2 separate regions of the Gossypium hirsutum genome follow, and region 2 is linked to region 1. The links are chromatin contacts, called in public Hi-C maps. All regions are on one chromosome and are shown on one strand. The core of a region is the stretch at or near the end of the contact, and the rest is flanking DNA. Distances in the headings are between cores, read along the strand shown. Region 1 holds the start of LOC107927214 (LOB domain-containing protein 41). Region 2 has its middle 87 kb from the start of LOC121211955.

What was found. Hi-C and Micro-C count contacts between places; a contact is called where the count stands out from the background.
Region 2: a Hi-C map of leaf shows a contact between it and region 1, with 3 times the contacts expected there. The contact joins the enhancer-like site here to the promoter of LOC107927214 in region 1. A contact is called at or near these places in 7 of 34 Hi-C or Micro-C datasets (fibers, hypocotyl, leaf and 1 more).

The regions. Positions count from the first base shown.
Region 1 is chrA12:11,445,647-11,451,934 of Gossypium_hirsutum_v2.1, reverse strand. LOC107927214 (LOB domain-containing protein 41) reads left to right here and starts at 4,003. Exons shown (of 2, transcript XM_016858244.2): 1 at 4,003-4,546; 2 at 4,653-5,677. The coding sequence starts at 4,357. The coding sequence ends at 5,371.
Region 2 is chrA12:11,531,320-11,538,403 of Gossypium_hirsutum_v2.1, reverse strand. No RefSeq gene overlaps it. Among protein-coding and RNA genes, the nearest start is that of LOC121211955, 87 kb to the left of the region's middle. Within about 2 kb of position 4,968, at least 4 of the 9 cell types and tissues checked have an H3K27ac peak or open chromatin away from gene starts, as enhancers often do. A contact at or near this core is called in fibers, hypocotyl and leaf, where this site is marked.

The DNA of each region.
Region 1 (6,288 bases), core at 2,754-5,253:
AACTGTCATCGACAAAAAAATAAATGCGACACCATCGACCCTGATCTACTCGCTTTTGCACCCTTAACTAACCCCTCTTGTAATGCTAAACGTAGAAATGCAGACAATCTCTCAGTTCAAAATAAAAAATAAGAACAAGCTTAGTGGATCCCCCTGACGTAACCCTTACATAGAAGTAATAAGGCCTCTAGGTCATCCATCTAACACAATGGAATAGCTGATAGTTTGAACACATTTCATGATCAACTTGACCCAATTTTCCCCGAATCCCAGTTTTTGCATAACATATTTAATTAAGTTTGATTCTACTCTATCATAGGCTTTACTCATATCAAGTTTGAACTCAAAAGCCCCACTTCTTTCTCCAACCTTCTTATTCAAAGAGTGCAACAATTCAAAAGCAACAATGACATTATCAATAATCAACCTTCTTAGCACAAACGCATTCTACCCCTATTCAATGTAGTGCAACATTATCATTTGCATTCTATGCACAATAACATTAGTCACAATTTTAAGAAAGACATTACACAAACTTATCGACCTAAAATGTGTCATATTAACAGGGTTCAACCTCTTCGGTATAAGAATAATATTTGTATGATTAATTTTTGACAAAGAACCCTCATTATTCAAAATATTCAAACAATAAGCACCGACATTCGTACCTATAATATGCCAAAACTGTTGATAAAACAGATCTGGCAAGCCATCTTCCCCTGGTGCCTTTGTATGATGCATACTTTGTACCACCGCATCAATCTCTTCTGCTGTAAATCGTGAATTCAAGAAGTCATTCATGCTTTCAGTAACATGAGTTGAAGTTTTAATCAATCCATATTCAGACATGAAGACTTTCGCACATCCCTAGACCATCTCACTAAATCCTTTCTAACCAACCGAAGTCTGTCAGGAACCAGTTCCTATGCATTCCCCCAAAGTCAACGCACCTCACCTTCACATGACTCTTCAAGAATCCACGCTGCTTCAAATTTAAAACCTCAATACAAATTTTCTTTTCTTGTCATTCTGCCACAAGTGTTAATTAAGAGAGGAAAATGATCAGAAATCGAATGATCACAGTGCTTCAGGCTATAATTGGGGAATAAATCTTCCCATCCCGGAGTAGACACCCCTCTATCCAACCTTTCTTGAATATTATTACTAGCTAGTCTCTCACGTTCCCATGTAAACCATTGCCTCTCATAACCCACATCCTGCAAATCACAATCATCAAGGATCAAGTGAAAAGCTTCTATAGACCATTCATCAGTCAACCTTTCCCCTTGTTTCTTGTGGAATACATAATTTCGTTGAAATCTTCCATAACTAACAATGGGTCCCCATTATCAGATACAAGATTTCTTAACAAATCCCATGAATGATGCCTTAAATTTTCCATTAGATGTCCAGAAAACCCAACAAATTGCCACCTAATGTCTTCTAACTCCCCCTCCATTGTCACATCAATATGATTCATCGAAAATCTTCTTAACACTACTTTAACTCCTTACTTCCATCCTAAAGATAACCCTCATTTGTTTCTTTGCTACTAACATCTATTCCCTCCACATCCCCCATGTCCTCCAAACTTCCTCCATTTTCAAACTATGTAGCTTAGTTTCCATAAAAAAACCATATCGAGATTAGTCACCCTCAGCATATGCCAAAGGCGATGCCTTGTTCGGGGATTCCCTAGTCCCCAAACATTTCAGCATAAGATTTCCATTACAATCGGCTGCCCTACCCTACAGAACCAGTCAATATCTCAGAATCAAGAACATAAGAAGTCCATCATTAGTTTTCCCCAAATCCATTTCATTAAAAACTAAAGAAAACTGAGAACTGCGTTGACGCTTCTTTCCCTCTCCAATCTCCATAGGGAAATCCTCCTCTCACAACTCCTTATTCGAATCCATATTCTCTATTCCACTAATACCAGTGTCCAACTTCCCTCCATATTCAGCCCAAGATTCGCTCTCGCTAGACGCAAAAAATCCCTATTTCAAAATAGACCTTATATATTCGCTAACCCCTCAGTTGTCCTTTTACCCAGCGATTTCTACAATTTTTTAATCCGTGGCCTTTCTCCCTTCTCCCGTAACTAAGGACTAGTCACCACCATTGCTCTTTTCGGTATTGTTTTAATCGAAAGATCCCACTCAGATACCAATTTTTTTCCCATTAACGATCTTGGCTGGGCAAAATCTCTCAGATTATCCCAATCAGCCATAAAAAAAAGTAAAATATCGAAAGCTTTTCATATTGGAATCGCGCATAAAAGAACCATTTGTTCTCCAGAATAAGTTTCTTATGCTTCATTAGCGGATTTCTCACATCAATCCTGACACGAATTCGCATATAACCCCCATACCATTTATTCAATGACTTCGCACCATACTAAAATTGCCCCAAAAAAGCCCCCAAATTGCCTAGCCATCATTTCTGACATTAATCCCGTCAGAAGATCATGAATCTAGACCAAAAAATCAACCCGAAACAATGGCACAACCATGAGGTCATCCCCTTCCTTTAATCGATGAAAAAGTAGTAAATGGTTGTTGAACGTTTAGGGACTTCCATCCAAGAACCTGTCAAGATCAATCTCATAGTAAAACTGAAAGAGAAACCGCTTCTCACCCATATAAGTAATCTTAACACCCCCATGAGGGTGCCATAAATTCACCAAAGTGGTGCGCATCGCCTGAAACTGTACAACAGTGGCCATCAAGAAGCTACCCACCACACTCAGATTCACCACCTACTCCCTCACTTCCTCCTTCAGATCTACTTGCCATGCCTCCTCCTCCTCCCTACCAGTAAGTGAAAGCACTGCCAAGCCTTTTTCCATCCTTTAATCATCGCTGTCAATAGCATTCTTTTCGCCTTATCCACCGCAAAAACTACCACTTAGAGATCTATTTTGAATAGAAAACCTTCTATATTTAAGTGTAAAAGAAATTACTGGATGAATATATATTTACTTAGTTTTAATAATTTGGATATTAGTTTTGTTTTGAATGATTAGCTATATTTATTTTATGATATAAAATAATTTAATATCATATAAATTAATATTTTGAAAGAATAAATTGGTTAGAAAGATATAAAATATTTTTTAAAAATTATGAAAATTAAATAAATTATTTTAAAAAAATATAAGAAAAAGAGAAATGTGCAACTTCTTGCAATATTTTTAATATTTTTTTTTAGAATTTAAAAATTAATTAAATACTAAAATGTCATCATGTCATTAAAATGAACAAACAAACCTTTCGATTATTTTTTATAAAAGTAAAATTAAAAAAAAAATTTAAAAAGTTAGAAATGTAAATGAGATTAATAAAGATAACATATAAGTGTATACTAGAAATAAAACCGTATAAGAAAATTGGTTTCTCAAATAAAGAAAAATGATTTCTTTATTTATTCTACTGTAATAGATGATAAGTATGAGCTTAATGCAAATTTCAGAAAAGAAAATATATAAAAGAAACCCCTTCAAAACCGTTGGCTGATGAGCTTGTGAAGCGCCCACAGTCCCAACATTCAAATCCGGAAACCGGTTACCGGTTTTCGCTTTCCCTCTTTTAAAGTGGTTTTTGAATCAACACGAACCTCCCGAAAACCAGGAGCCTTTTTCTATATTATTTTATTCTGTTTTTCTTTAATTAAAATAAAACAGGGGCTCCCACTTCACACCCTCTACCTCATATGTGGCGATTCGACAACACTCTGATGCCTGTACGTGTCTTCCACGCGCTACTCTCTTCCTTTCTCAATTTTTGGACCCATTTGCATGGCATCCCTTACCTTTTTCACCACCTGTCCTTATATTCAAGTATCCGTTTTACCCTTTAGAAAGCAGTAACATATCGAGCGCAAGTGGGGGTAGTTTAGTAAAAATGAGTTGTGCATCGATTTCCCCGAGAGGAGTTACGTTCCGTAAATATTTAGGTTGTCTTACGCAGAAGGGACAGTACATTAAGTACGCCTCCAATGGGGAATTGAAATTGGATTCCTTAATTGGGAGTGAGTTGCACGAGTGAGAGGGTGAGAGTAGTGAAATAGCAAAAGTATTTAAAAACATAGCAGTACCATGTTTTTATTGTTTTTTAAATAAAAATTGATTTATTTTTGAAAGCCAACCTCCTTGAATGTGGAAACCAGCGTTTTGGAAATTAAAACAACTGCGTTCCCCTGGTCCTATACCTGAAAACCCAGCGGCCATTTTTTCGTAAAAGAATATCTCTTATTTTTATATTTTCCTTTTCCGCTTCCCTTAAATACTCCAACTTCCCTCTTTTCTTCAATCCCCCCCCCAAATTTTCTCTTTTCTTTCTCCAACTTCTCAAAATGCGCATGAGTTGTAATGGATGCCGGATTCTTCGTAAGGGCTGCAGTGAAAATTGTAGCATCAGGCCCTGTTTACAATGGATCAAAAGCCCTGAATCCCAAGCAAACGCCACCGTCTTTCTAGCCAAGTTCTATGGCCGTGCTGGCCTTATGAACCTCATCAACGCCGGCCCCGAACACCTCCGCCCTGGTCAGTTTCACTTTCCTTTCACACATCTGCTCTGTTTATTTTTAATTTACATTATTTTTAGATTACTGTCTTTTCTTTCACTGATTTCTTTTCCCTATTTATTCAGCTATTTTTAGGTCGTTATTATACGAGGCTTGTGGTCGGATAGTGAACCCGATATACGGTTCTGTCGGCTTATTATGGTCCGGAAGCTGGCAGCTTTGCCAAGCCGCCGTAGAAGCTGTGCTAAAAGGTGCTCCGATCACTCCGATTGCGTCGGAAGCCGCTGCGAATGGTCAAGGGCCGCCTCTAAAAGCATACGACATTCGTCATGTTTCCAAAGATGAAAACTCTGCAGCCTCTAACGATGTCCAACGAGTTAAGACACGGTGCCGAGTTAAAAGAACTTTGAAGCCGAAGGTGAATAACCCGGTCTTAGAGGAGGAGAACCGCAGCTCGGAACCACCCGAACCGCGGTGTTACGCTGATGAAGGGTTCGAGGGAAACCGGTCGACGAGTCACGAGTCCTCGCTGAGTCACCAATCTGAGTTGGCTGTTATGGATGGGGAAAGTAAAGAAACCTCGAGTATGATCTCAGAGGAAACAGTGGCGGCTTCGCGGCTGTTTCCGGCGGGGCCGGAGCTCGGAGGTAAGGTGTTGGAAGAAAGGACGGTGGAGGGAAGCAGCGAGATTGGGCTGGAGTTGACGCTGGGGTTTAAACCGGTGATGTCACGTGCTTGTCAGGTGGTGGTGCCTGTAAAGAAAAGGAGAGTGGAAGCATACGGCACGTTCGAGGATAGTCAAACGTGTAAGTTTGAGCTGGGTCTTGACTATCCGGCGGCTTAAATGGCTTTTATAAAAGGAAAAACAAAAGGATAGTTTGTTCCCAGTTTTGGCGGCTCGTTTCCGGCTTTTGTTTTATACATAGAAGAGCTGTGGGTTGTTTTTTCTTTTTTTTTTTTTTTTTGTAAGTTCTTTTTGTAATTTTCCTTTTTCCCTTTATGTAAACAAAAGAAATAGTTTACATGAGTAGAAATGGTAAATTTTATAGGGGGAATCATAAAGATTTTATTTCTTTTCAACTTTATTATTTTACCTAATTGGAATTGTATTATGACAATGAATGAACTATACAAAATTTTATAAAACAAACTGGGACCTTGTATTTACTCCTATTTTTGTTATTTATCGTTAAAATAATAATGTGGCATTTCTAAATTTGTATAATAAAATATTTAATTTTCTTACATATTTTTATATAATTCAATAAACTTAATTTTTCACATTTTATATTATAGTAGCAAAGTTGAGTCGAGATTATTTTAATTTGAAAGCAATGTGTCCACAATTTAATTTGACAATTTATATATTTTTATAATTATTTATTTATATAGATTATTTATGTCAAGTTTTAATACTGTACTATTTATTTTATGTAAAAGCTTTTAACTTTAAAATATATTTATATTGTATATAAAACTTTTGATTGAATTTAAACACTAACTTAAATACCATTTTACAACTAATATGATTATCAAAGTATTTTTTAATAATTTATTTAAAAATACAATACTAAAGTAGAAAAGCCTCAACCATTACACAAAGAAAATGTTCCTCTTTTTTTTTTAGTTTAAAAAATAAAATTATAAATATGTTTGTTGTTAAAAAATTTCACCTACACAATAGGTATGATATAATTTAGTATTAATAAAAATAATATTCTAAATCTATTTGATAGATATATTTTGATGGTTTAAAATTAT
Region 2 (7,084 bases), core at 3,719-6,218, 86 kb before region 1:
TGCCATGGTATCTTTCAACCATGGTCTTACACATTTCATATCAGGTTGCCATCGTATCTTTCAACCATGGTCTTACACATTTCATATCAGAGAGCACACTCCCGCGAACCTCATCCTTACAGTGGGATTACCAGTCCAGGCTAAATCCCCTGTAATATAAACTCATAGAGTATTGTCGGGATTACCAGTCCAGGCTAAATCCCCTACAACGACAATTACTCTAATGAGCTTGGATCTAAATTACCAGTCCAGGCTAAATTTAGACCCTAATTCGGATTACCCGTCTGAGCTAAATCCATTTACATGTATTCTTCGAGAGGGCTATATCAGGATAGGATCACCCGTCCGGGCTAGATCCTTTTTACCGTCAATTCCTTTTCAGAGATCCATCGAATTTTCCTTTCATTCAACCGGGATTTATTTTCAATTTATATCGAGTATTATCAATATTTTATCAAATATCATGAATTGAACATTCAAATCATATTTTCATCACATAATCACATATTTCAAGTATTTAAAATAAAATTCAAGTTACACAAACTTACCTCATTGCTTGTTTGTGTTTATAATTTCATTAATCCAATATATTTTCTTTTCCACGATCAAGTCTCATATTTGAGTCGTCTGGATCTTTATAAATAAATTTGATCATCATTTTCATTCATTTCATATTCTAATGCATTTAATTAATGCTCTAGGTAAAATTATCATTTTGCCCCTAACTTTTAATTAATGACGATTTCGTCCTTAGGGTCAGGAAAATAAAATTCTTGCAATTTAATCCTTATTTCCAGCTATTATTCTCATATATATATATTGATAACAGTCCATGAATTCTATAAAATATCAGAATTTTCCATAATTTCAACACTTTTCAATTTAATCCCTAAAACATGTTTTCCCCCGATCTTGAACTAAATTAATAATTTCATTCAATTTTGTAATTTAAATAATAAAATAATCCATTTCATGTAATTTGGTCATTTTTGACATTTTTACAAAATTGCCCATAAAGTTTTATTTTTATTCAATTTAGTCCCTGAGCCTAAAATATGCAAATTAGCCATGCTAGATGAATATTCATACATATTTTTCCTCCTCTTCCTCTCCATTCCACATCCTTAATGTAGATAACACACTTGTAAGTAACATTATCCATAATTTTTATTATTTACTTTTATGAATATTCAAGCTGTCCATCTATGTCATAGTTACTAAATTATTTATATCTGGAGCTCTAGAACTCTAAATTAAGATCTGATAATTTTCCCTGAAACTAGACTCATAAATCTTCTTATCATAAATTTTTTATAATTTTTTGTTCAGTCAATAAGTACAGTTTATTCTTTAAAGTTACCCCTATTCTGCTGTCTGACAGTTGTGACCCTTCTTCACTAAAAATTAATTATATTCTTGTACAAAATTCTAATGATGTTCCCGTTTATTTATATTGAAACTAGACTCATTCAAGATTCTAAAAATATAAATTTAATCCCATAATTATGATTATACAATTTTTTATGAGTTTTCAAAGTCAGAACAGGGGAACCCGAAATCATTCTGATGTTGTCTCACAAAATTTATTATATCTCATGATTTACAAATCTATTGCTTACACCGTTTCTTCTATGAGAAACTAGACTCAGTGAGATTTAATTTCATATTTTTTTCATCTTCTAATTCGATTTATAAAATTTATGGTGATTTTTCAAAGTTAGTCTACTGCTGCTGTCCAATACTGTTTTAGTACAAGATATTAATTACCATGTTATAACATCCTTATTTTCTTTTTCTACACCATTTCTCATCACTTTCTCTTATTTTCTCTTCACTAACATTTCAAGAACATAAGACCTTATGTAAGAAAACTCTACTATAACATTATTTCCATGTTTTATCAATAATAACAAACTTAAAAACATATTGAAATCTTGATATACTTACCTTGTTCTATTGATACTAATCTTTAACTTGATTTTCTCTCTCCTCCAGCTTCTATTTCTTGAATCCAACTTGATATTCTAACTCCCCATGGACTCCTTAACATTTCTCTCTCTTAGTAGCAATGGAAATTCTTTTGATTTCTAGGTGAAAATGGTGAATTTTTGGTGGAAGGACCAAATTGTAAAGAAAAGAAAATTTCTTTCTTTTCCTTCTCTTCTAACGTTGGCTGCATGCATGGAAAGATGATGAAAATTCTTCATCTTTCCTTCCTTTCATACTAAATAATTAATAATAAAATAATAATAAAATATCTCATTAAAATAATATATATCTAATTAAATAATCATAAAATATCATCAACATCATCATTACTTTCTAGATTTCTCTCTCTTCCAATTGACCATTTTGCCCTTTATTATCTTTTAAAATTCCATCCTTGAGTCATCATTTAATTTTGGTAAAATTGCAATTTAGTCCCTCATAGTTCTTTACCTATTCAATTTGGTCCTAATTCATCCATTTTCCTTAGTTTCTAGATCATTCCACTCTTAAAATATTTACACTATTGGTCCTTCAACTTTTTCATATTTACACTTTAACCCCTTAAATTTTGAGTATTTACTCTTGTGCAACAAAACTTTTCTCACTTTTACAATTTAGTCCTTTCTTGAATTAATATATCATAATATACTTCTTAATATTGACATAACTCAAAATTTCCCTTTATGTCACTTTATTTCCTTATTTTACTATATCAAGGATAATATCTTACTGTAAAAATTTTCAGGGTATTACATATATATATGTAACAAATTTGCTCTGAATCTGAATTAAACATTTTGTATGTATCGAAGTAAATCTTTGAACTTGGAAATATTCTATAAGTAAGCATTAATTGAACAAATTTCTTTTACGCACTGAGTTCACAACTCATATTTGTTATTAATTAGATTTCAGGTAGTTTTCAATCTTGAACAGGTCAGTGCCGTGGGAGCTCGGTCAAGCTTTTACCTTTCTTTCAAATGTTATGTTAAGATTTTCGGTAATTTATGATAGTAGAACATTGGGAGATTATATACTAACTAAATAACTAATCTTTATGATGATGAATATTATATGAAACATGGTTTAGTATTATTATGTTACTTGTGTGGTATGTAAGTATTGTCAATGCAACTCTCTAAGCTTGGACTGGACTTCTAGACCGAGTGTATGGTGTTACATAGAATGTGGACTATTAGTTGTTTCTATTAACCCTTTTTCTAATAATTTTTTAATTTGTATATGAAATTCATCTGTATCTTGTTTAGTATAGATCATTGGTTTAACTCTAATAATTTTATTGGGATTTTCTAATGCATATTATATGTTTAGGTTTAATGCCTTAGATGAAGTATGAAGTAAATATAAGAAGGTTATGTACTTTAATGATTGGTTTCTTGCTTGCCAAATAAACTAGCTTGGTGGATAAGTAGGATAACTTTGTACTGTGTATGTGTATGATATTATGGTTTGATGTGGTGATATTAAAGGTCAAATTAGGTAAATTTTGAAATGATTTTATAGTGTATCAGTACGTATAGTCAAATGTATCATATCAAGTAAGTCAGTATGTCCACTGCTATAGTACAAGGTACTTGTATCGATACACGTCCTCACTTGTAATGATACATCTATGCTAGACAAGGTGTCTCTTGTTGCTCTCAAAAATCTATATTTGGTATTGTTTTAAAATGTTTTCATCTTGATTTTAAAGTTTTAAAAACGAATTGGATTATTTGAAATGGTTTAATCTAAATGATCTCATATTTGATTTCTTAATGTATTCAATAAAGTAGGAAGTTATTTTTTGTTACTTCGATAACAAATGTAATATGTCGTATTTCAATCAAGCAATCGGCAATGAAAACACGGAGGGATTGATGAGAAATTTTTCCGTTCAATCACCTATGAAAGTTCAAAAAATTCTAAATTAAATCATTTATTCATTTTATTTTCTTCAAAATAATTATTCTTTTTTTCCTTATTCTTCCTTCTTTATGTTTTGGCCCTGCTTGTTTGCTCTCTGTACCATTTTTTTCTCCGGCCAAGTTCCTCCAACCTTCATCGTCAAAGACCTGCCCATAATGGCCAGTAAACTAAAAGACTCTTTGCCTTCTCTTTTTCGAAATTTTTTGAAATTTTCTTATTTTCTTTCAGATCTGGAACTTATCGATCTGCTTTGCGTCACTTCTCTTTTCTTTTTCATTTTTTTAAAAAATTATTCAACATTTTATTTTTGAAAGAAACAACGAAAAACAACAACAAAACAAAAAAAAAGAAAAAAGAGAGAGAGAAAAGGAAAGTAAAAATAAATCACCCAAATTAAAAAAAGAAGAAGAAGAAGCTGATTTGGGCTTTGAGGCTCAAAATACTTTTATTAAAAAACTTCTTTTAATATTTTAAAGACAAAACTTTATTTTATTTTAAACAAAATTTTGATTATTATTTTTATATAATTATTTAAGAAACATTTGGATATCCAAATGTTCACTCATTTCATGTCAAAGTTTCGAAGAATTAAAATGGATTAAATTAGACATAACTGAAAATTAATTTCAAAATAATTGAAATAAAATTTAATTAAATTATAAATATTTGAAATTTAACTGAGTTTAATCTTGACTCAATTTCATTTTAAAAATAAAAATTAAAATAAAAAAGGAAACACGTGTCCCATCAAAAACCTTGTAACCCAAGTTAAAAAAAAAATGAAGTTGGGGACAAAATTAGGTGGTAGAATAAAAGAAATGATCTGACGTGGAATAGTTGAGCATTAGCTGATAAGCAGTTCCAACTCCCAAATGAAGAACGTTTTACTAGATTTGGAGGTCAACAAATAAAAGAAGCCAAAGCCGAAACCAGACGCAGCTGGGCTGAGCCACCCACCGTTTTTCCATCAAATCCACTAGGGAATAGTAGTGGGAACCCTCCTAAAAACATGGAGCTGCATGATGTCCACGTGGCCATTTAGTTCCACTTTTACGCCAGAAAGTGGCTTCCACGCGCTTCTACCCCATTCTGCATGTGCTTTTGGACTCTTTCCCAAACTAGCACTCTTTGGAATTATCGCTACTTTTCTTTGGAATTATTCCATAATCTTATAAATTGACTTAAATTTTTGAACAATTTAAAGTAATAAAAATAATTCAAACTTTTATAATAATTGATATGGTATAAAATGTTCAATTACTAATGTCTAATAATCGATATAAAATTATGGGAAAAGTAACAGCAATTATTCAATTTTGATCAAAATAATATCAAATTTTGAAAAGTTATAATTTAACCACTAAATTTTATGAAAGCAATAAATCAATCACCTGAATCCATTTTTTGTTATAGACATAACTAGCAGCTAACGTGACCTATTAGGGTGCCACATTAAATATGATCCCACCATCAAAATTTTTTTTAATTTTTATTATTAATTTTCTAAACAAATACAACCAAAACTCTTTTTTGTTTAATATTCTCTTCTCCCTTCTCTGTACTATCAAAATTTTTTCTGTTCTAATGCAACCTAAAAACAACAACAAAAAACCCAAAAATCAACGTTGGACTATTGCGCCGATTTGCCAACGGTGGTCGAAAAACTCTAAATTCTTAACTAGTCTCTTTTGACCCTTTGAACATGAATTTGGAGTCATATTCTCCAAAAATCACCTCGAACTACTCGAATCTATGCTTAAACGTTCAAATTTCTCCTTACCTGATCTCGAAATCTGACTATCGAATCAGTCTGATTCCAAGGTATGTTGTTTTTTGCGAGCTCTTTTACATTCCTACCATTCAAATTTCTGAGATGACTACCCCAGACCTCAAAACTAGCCTCAACGTTCCTCTTATTTCTTTTTTTTTTCTTTATATTTTTTTCTTCTTTCTTTGACTTTGTTTCCTTTCTCTCCGTTGCAGGCTTCCACTTGGTTTTCCTTTGGAGTTATTTTTATTGTTCATTTTTTATTTTTTGTGTTGTTTGTGTGAATTTTTTAGTTGTTGAAGGTGTGGTGAAGATGTGTTTATGGTGGCGATGGTAAATGGAGTGATTATGAGGGTGTTTGGATTTGACAATAGTGGCAATGTATGGCGATTGGTTAATTGGATAGTGGCGGTGATTAGTGTTGAGAGAGGTTGATGATAGTATGATTAAGAGAAAAACAAATTCAAAGTTTTTAATCTTTCTGGAAAAAAAGAAAAAGAAAAAGAGGAGTTGAAAAAGGTTGAAGCGGGAAGTGAAGTTAACAGGGACGATATGGTTGAAGTAGGAAGCGAACATGGCCAGTTTGAAGAGGTTAGTATAATGAGTTCTGAGGCACCCACTGTGATCTCCCTTTCTTCTTATTCTTCTTCTTTTTCTTCTGGCTGGTCATGTCCAATGTGGTTAGTTAACGGAACATGTCACCTGTTCCGTTAGGCCTGTAATGGAAAATGTTAGTGGGTGACTGATTTGTCACTTTTCAATAATGTTAATGATTGTTTTGTTATTTTCGTAAAGTTTAGTGACTAGTTGTAACTTTTCAAAGTTTAGTATCTGTTTTGTTATTTTAATCAGAGTTGAATGACTGTTGGTGTACTTTACCCTAAAATTAAAATAGTAAAATATTAATATTAATTTTTTATTTTTTAAAATTTATTTAATCAATACCAACACAATATCAAATTTCTTGATACAATGTCAAAACTACCCAAAATCTCTCATCAACTCTTATATAGGAGAATAAAGGTGCTTCAACGCTCTCGAATTGACATCTTCCTGTACTAGCAACAATACTGATGCCAATCGAGCTATAGACTTAATCGATAACACATTATCAAATTACCAATTATACTATTTCTTTATATGGTTCAGACTTAATCTTGTAACAATGTTATGTGCTTGTAACTTTTTTTTATACAATATTGAAATGAGATGGGGTAGTATGATTTGAACCCGTGTTAAGCAGATGTCTGATAAGAACTTTAATCAACATATCATACAAGTAAAGACAACATTTTTTTGAAGTTGTAATCTTTTATTTTTCCATGAGAAACTATTGTAATCATAATAATAGCAACAATAAATTACATTAGTAGTCACCCAACTATTAGTAAATTTCTT